2 separate regions of the Oryctolagus cuniculus genome follow, and region 2 is linked to region 1. The links are chromatin contacts, called in public Micro-C maps. All regions are on one chromosome and are shown on one strand. Each heading gives the region's core, a stretch centred on a gene start, on an enhancer-like site or on the middle of the called end of the contact. The rest is flanking DNA. Distances are from core to core; before and after follow the strand shown.

Region 1 (3,211 bases), core at 259-2,758:
TGCTTGGCTGTCTTCTCTCCACTTTGCACCGCTGAGCTCATTCAGTCTTTACAAAAGTTTGTGAGTAGGTTCCCTCACTCATCCACATCTAAGGATGAGGAAACTGACATAGTTGGCAAAGGGCAGAGCCAGGATTCGAAAGCAAGCATCTAGTTTTAGCAAGCAGATGCTCATTCAGATTGCTCTGAAATTCCTCTGTTCTTAGTGATAAAATCTTTCTTATGCCTGATGAATCTTCACTCCACGTGTGAATTCTGCTTTGGGCTGGAATCGCGAAGGCTTTGTGAAACCCAGAAGTTCATGCATGGATTTCTGTAAGTCTAGTAAGCCCTGGAACTGTAAACAAGCTTTTCTGGTGTGTGTGTGTGTGCGCGCGCGCTTTAGCATTTGTGTGTTGCTTTTCTGAGGAGTGGTGGCAAGGCCTTTTGACAGATTTTCAAATAGGTCTTTGATCTAAAAACACATAGCAGAACATTGCCCTAGAGCAGTGGTTCTCAAAGTGTGATCCCTGAGCCAGCCTGCTTCCCGATACTTGTTAGGAACACCAACTCCCAGGCCCCATGCCAGACCCAGTAAATCAGAAATCCTGGGAGCGGGGCTCAGAAATCTGTATTAATAGGTTTTCCAAGTGATTCTGCTTTGTGTTCAGGTTTGAGAACTATGTCCGTGCCTACAGCAGCCTACGCATGAACGATGGAGCAACAAGATCCGCTCCTGGTCTGGGTGAGATTGCACAGTGGATGTGACATCAAGCAGAGGATCACAAAGCCTCAGAAGGCTGAGATCTTTGGGTATTGTCAGGCAGGAAGCACTGAAGCCTGCGCTTTGAACTGTGCCAGTGTTTCAGACAAGGCATTCGCTGAAAGCATCCGTGCAGCTCAGAGCAGGCATCACTGGGGGATGCTGAGCTCTGGCCTCGCTGACTAGAAGATGCAGGCTGCAGACTTAGCAGCAGCCCCACAGCGCCTCAGAGGCCAGCCTCTCCCCTCTCCCACACAGCTTCCTCTATGCTGGACTTCACATATCTTGTGTCATCCAAGGTACACAGACCTCTAATGACATTTCAGCAGAGGATCATTTGTCTGGGCTCCCAAGGCAGTTAGTATCCACTGATACCCTAACCACCCACTGTGAGGCACCAGGGCCCCTGGCCCAGTTGACACAACAGCTGTGCAGTCTGGGTAGGATTCCCCCTCCCCCCTGCCCCGCGATGCTGGACTTTCCCCACATCTTCCTGGAAATATGAAAGGTTCCAGGATCCACCTGCAGTGCTTGTGATGGGAAGGGTGGGGGTTCATGGGCCCGGTTCCCCTCCGAGAGCCCAAGCTGGGCCTCCTCTGTTCTGCTAAGTCACAAAGCTGGAAAGCACTTAGGGTAGAGAGAGCCTGTGTCTGCTGGTCGGCTTGGAAAGGTTCTGGGAATTCATTATGATCTAAACAACTATTCCAGCTATTCATGTGACTCAGCCCCCGAAATCGGGATCTTCCTGGGTCCAAAGAGCCCATTGCTGCTGACTCAGGGCTGAAAGGGCACCTTGTCAGCCCTCCTGGGCTCCCCGCTCAAGCTCCTGCAACCGCCATTCCCAGAGGACCCCAGAGGGAAGCAGACATGGCCGTAAGCTTCTCGGAGTGTCCAGTTTCATTTCTAAACAAGCAGCCAAGCTCCTCCACTTACAACTACACACTGCACACATCTGTCAGTCTGCTGCACACTCTGGAAGTGTGTGGAGGGGAAGCAATCAGAAAGTCACTCACACATCACATACTCATGCACACACTTAGAACATGCATGTCCGTCCCGGACCCACTGGGCGTCTGGCTGATAGCTAAGGACTCTGAGCCAGAGAGGCAGGGGCTGTGTCTGCCCAACCATTCAGCGTTCTGGCAGGGAAAACGCATGAACAGACATTGAGGAAGTAATGGAAAAAGTGCTTTAGCAGAACAATAGAGTGCTTTGAGAATGCTGAGCGGCAAGTGGCAACCCTTGCTGGCATTCTTTAGCAAGGAGCAAAATTCAGAGAGGGTAGATAGAAATTGCTTTAGTCTATGAGAACTCGAAAGAGGAGACAATGCCAGCAACCGACATGGCACAAGACAGAACTTTCTGGGAAAACAGGAGAAGGCTTTCAGAGGCAGAAGGGCAAGAAGACCAAAGTGGTGAGCTTTACGGTTCGCCTGGTGGTTTGTTTTTTCTTTTTAAACTTGAAACTGGTGGCTTGGTTTCTCCAAAATAGTCAGCCACTCAAACTTTGCTCCTTCATCTGAGGGAGAAGAGGGGAGAAAGAAAAATCACATGCCACTGGATGAAAATTAAAGACATTTTGCATGTATGATATCATATCTCATTAAACACTAAAAAATACACACACATAGTAGGTATTGAGACATAAGAATTAAGTAGGCAGCTGAAGTACGGCTGAGCTGAGATTAGAGCCTACATTTTTAGGATATACACACTAACTGTGCATGTAGTTACATAATATGACAAAACACTCATATCCCATTTTATAGGCTGGCAAATTGAGAGCCAGGCAGCCTCTCCAAAGTGCAAACAGCAGTAAGTGGGGTAGCAGGACTTCAGGCCCAGGTCTGTCTGAATTCTACATCTAGACCCTTCCCCTCAGACCAGCCTGGCTTTCTGTTGGTGGTATTTGTTTTCTATTTTGAGATCAGATAACATCTTCCTTTAGGATCTATAATGGGTCTTGAAAAAGCTTGTGGAAAATGGATATTAGGAATAAACTATGCCTAAATTTCAAACTCTGTGCACCAAAACACACTTAGAATTTTATGATTTATTCTATTTATTTGAAAGGCAGAGTTACAGAGAGAGGTAGAGAGAGAGATAAATCTTTCATCCACTGGGTTCACTCCCCAAATGGCTGCAACAGCCAGAGCTGGGCCGATCTGAAGTCAGGAGCCAGGAGCTTCTTCCAGGTCTCCCACACGGGTGCAGGGGCCTAAGGACTTGGGCCATCCTCCACTGCTTTCCCAGGCCATAGCAGAGACCTGGATCAGAAGAGGAGCAGCCGGGACTTGAACCAGCTCCCACATGGGATGCCGGCACTGCAGGCCAGGGCTTTAACCTGCTACGCCACAGTGCTGGCCCCACACTTACCTTTGAATTCTAGGATCATGATTTTCATCCACCTCAACTTCAGAATGAAATGTTTAATTATAACCTAAGCACACTTCTGCATCCCCTTATTCGC
Region 2 (3,211 bases), core at 255-2,754, 380 kb after region 1:
GTGCGGGGCGGGGTGGGGGGAGGGCTCGGACCGGGCGCTCGGCCTCCCAGCCCTGCACAAACGCTGGGGCGCCACTTGGAGCCCCCTCGACTCCGCCAAGTGGGGACACGCCCGCGCCCACTCGGCCCCAGGCAGCTGGCACAGCTCTCAGCCTTCCGTGACCCGCCATCCGCGTCTGGAGCCCTGAACTTGAGCCCCCGCCTCCGTCAGCGGCTGCGAGCGTCCGGCCGCCCGCCCGCCCGCTCGCTCGCTCGCGGCGGCCACCGTCACTAGACAGTCAAACCCCAAGACGTCAGCCCACAATGCACCGGGCGGGCCGGGAAAGACGGGCCGGGAGGGGACCGGGAAGAGAGGGGCTAGAGGCGCGCGGAGGGGGAGGGGGAGAGGAGGAGAAAGAAGGGCCCAACTGTAGGAGGGCAGCGGAGCATTACCTCATCCCGTGAGCCTCCGCGGGCCCGAAGAAGAATCTTCTAGGGTGGGGTCTCCATGGCGACGGGCGGGCCCGCCCCCCAGAGAGCGACGCGAGCCAATGGGAAGGCCTTGGGGTGACATCATGGGCTATTTTTAGGGGTTGACTGGTAGCAGATAAGTGTTGCGCTCGGGCTGGATAAGGGCTCAGAGTTGCACTGAGTGTGGCTGAAGCGGCGAGGCGGGAGTGGAGGTGCGCGGATTGAGGGAGACAGACACACAGACACAGTCCGCCCGCCCCGCCAGGACGCCCGTAGAGTGCGATCCGCACGGCTGCGTTGCTTTGCCAACTGCCCCGCGCTAGCGCCTGTGGATCCCGGGCTGGTGTTTGGGGGGAGCACCTGGAGAGCTGCTGCTTCTCCAGCCGCCCCCGGGGAGGAGAGCCCCACCGCACGAGCGCAGCTGACAGCCGCGGAGAGCGGCGACTGCAGCGGCCAAGAACTTTCCGAGCCGGGAGGACCGGGGACAAGTGGCCCGGAGTCCCGGAGCGAACTTTTGCAAACCTTTCCTGCGCTATTTGGGCTTGCCGCGGCGGCAGCAAAGAAAAGCAAGGCGGCGGAGAGAGGAGCGAAGAGGAGCGACGCGCGCGCGGCTCCGCTCGCCCCGGCCTCTGAACTTGACCGGCGCGAGCCGCTGCCGCCGGGAGCCCCCTGCCCCTCGCAGCGGAAGAGGGCACAGTCTCCGGGAGTCCGGGCGGCCGAGACCCGCCGCCACTGCGGGGCACCGCGCCGCGCCGCCGGGGAGCCTCCGAAGGGCGCGCAGTGAGTGACCGCGACTTTTCAAAGGCGGGCAGGCGCGCGCGAGCGGCCGAGGAGTGCGGGCGAGCGTCTGAACCCCGCCGCTCCCGGGAGCGGGGGCCGGTGAGCGGGGCGCCCAGGGGGAAGACAGCCCGCGGGTGCGCGCGCGCTCCGAAACTTTTCCTTTGCCAGAGGCCCGGGGAGGCGCGGGGTGCTCCCCGCCCGCCAGCGCGCTGTCGCGGCCCCGAAACTTGTGCGCGCAGCCCAAAGTAAGCCCACGTGAAGTGACGGACTGTTCTATGAGTGCAAAGATGGAAACGACCTTCTACGACGATGCCCTCAACGCCTCGTTCCTGCAGACCGAGAGCGGCGCCTACGGCTACAGTAACCCCAAGATCCTGAAACAGAGCATGACCCTGAACCTGGCCGACCCGGTGGGCAGCCTGAAGCCGCACCTCCGCGCCAAGAACTCGGACCTCCTCACCTCTCCCGACGTGGGGCTGCTCAAGCTGGCGTCGCCCGAGCTGGAGCGCCTCATCATCCAGTCCAGCAACGGGCACATCACCACCACGCCGACCCCCACCCAGTTCCTGTGCCCCAAGAACGTGACCGACGAGCAGGAGGGCTTCGCCGAGGGCTTCGTGCGCGCCCTGGCCGAGCTGCACAGCCAGAACACGCTGCCCAGCGTCACGTCCGCGGCGCAGCCGGTCAGCGGGGCGGGCATGGTGGCTCCGGCCGTGGCCTCGGTGGCGGGCGGCGGCGGCGGCAGCGGCGGCTTCAGCGCCGGCCTGCACAGCGAGCCGCCTGTCTACGCCAACCTCAGCAACTTCAACCCGAGCGCGCTGAGCAGCGGCGGCGGGGCGCCCTCCTACGGCGCGGCCGGCCTGGCCTTTCCCGCGCAGCCCCAGCAGCAACAGCCGCCGCCGCCGCCGCAGCCGCCGCACCACCTGCCCCAGCAGATCCCCGTGCAGCACCCGCGGCTGCAGGCGCTCAAGGAGGAGCCGCAGACCGTGCCCGAGATGCCCGGCGAGACGCCGCCCCTGTCCCCCATTGACATGGAGTCCCAGGAGCGGATCAAGGCGGAGAGGAAGCGCATGAGGAACCGCATCGCCGCCTCCAAGTGCCGGAAAAGGAAGCTGGAGAGGATCGCTCGGCTGGAGGAAAAAGTGAAAACCTTGAAAGCGCAGAACTCGGAGCTGGCGTCCACGGCCAACATGCTCAGGGAACAGGTGGCACAGCTGAAACAGAAAGTCATGAACCACGTTAACAGCGGGTGCCAACTCATGCTAACGCAGCAGTTGCAAACGTTCTGAGGACAGACTGTCGAGGGCTGAGGGGCGACGAAGAAAAAGAAAACAAAACCAACAGAGAGACAGTCTTGCGAACTTGACCGGTTGCGACAGCGAGAAAAAAATAAAAAAGACGCGTCCGAGGACTAAGGCCAAGGGTATCCAAGCCGGGCTGGGTTGCGTCCTGACGGCGCCCCCAGTGTGCACGAGTGGGAAGGACTTGGCGCGCGCTCCCCTTGGCGCGGAGCCAGGGAGCGGCCGCCTGCGGGCGGCCCCGCTCGGCGGAAGGGCTGTCCCCGCGCCATCACGACGGTAGACTTTTCTTTAACATTGACCAAGAACTGCATGGACCTAACATTCGATCTCATTCAGTATTAAAGGGGGGGAGGGGCGGGGTGACAAACTGCCATAGAGACTGTAGATCGCTTCTGTAGTACTCCTTAAGAACCCGACCGGGAGGGCTGGGGAGGGGCGGCGGGGGGCGGGGAGGGAGCCGGGGAGGGCCAGGCTGAGCCTGCAGATACACTCTTTCTGGCCTGCCTTCGTTAACCGTGTATGTACAGATATCTATTTTTTAATTTGATGAAAGCTGATTACTGTCAATAAACAGCTTCATGCCTTTGTAAGTTATTTCATGTTTGTTCGTTTGGGTGTCCTGCCCAGTGTTGTTTGTAAATAAGAGATTTGGAGCACTCTGAGTTTACCATTTGTAATAAA

What was found. A called contact is a pair of places that touch in the nucleus more often than the background predicts.
Region 2: a Micro-C map of ear pinna shows a contact between it and region 1, with 4 times the contacts expected there. The contact joins the promoter of JUN here to the enhancer-like site in region 1. A contact is called at or near these places in 3 of 6 Hi-C or Micro-C datasets (ear pinna, psoas muscle and an unstated tissue).

Annotation. Positions count from the first base shown.
Region 1 is chr7:113,878,118-113,881,328 of mOryCun1.1, forward strand. No RefSeq gene overlaps it. Among named protein-coding and RNA genes, the nearest start is that of FGGY, 160 kb to the left of the region's middle. Within about 2 kb of position 1,509, at least 4 of the 8 cell types and tissues checked have an H3K27ac peak or open chromatin away from gene starts, as enhancers often do. A contact at or near this core is called in ear pinna, where this site is marked.
Region 2 is chr7:114,258,502-114,261,712 of mOryCun1.1, forward strand. It overlaps JUN (Jun proto-oncogene, AP-1 transcription factor subunit), which reads left to right and starts at 1,505. Exons shown (of 1, transcript NM_001198947.1): 1 at 1,505-2,619. The coding sequence starts at 1,505. The coding sequence ends at 2,518. The region is part of intron 1 of LOC138850424 (a long non-coding RNA gene); the gene reads left to right.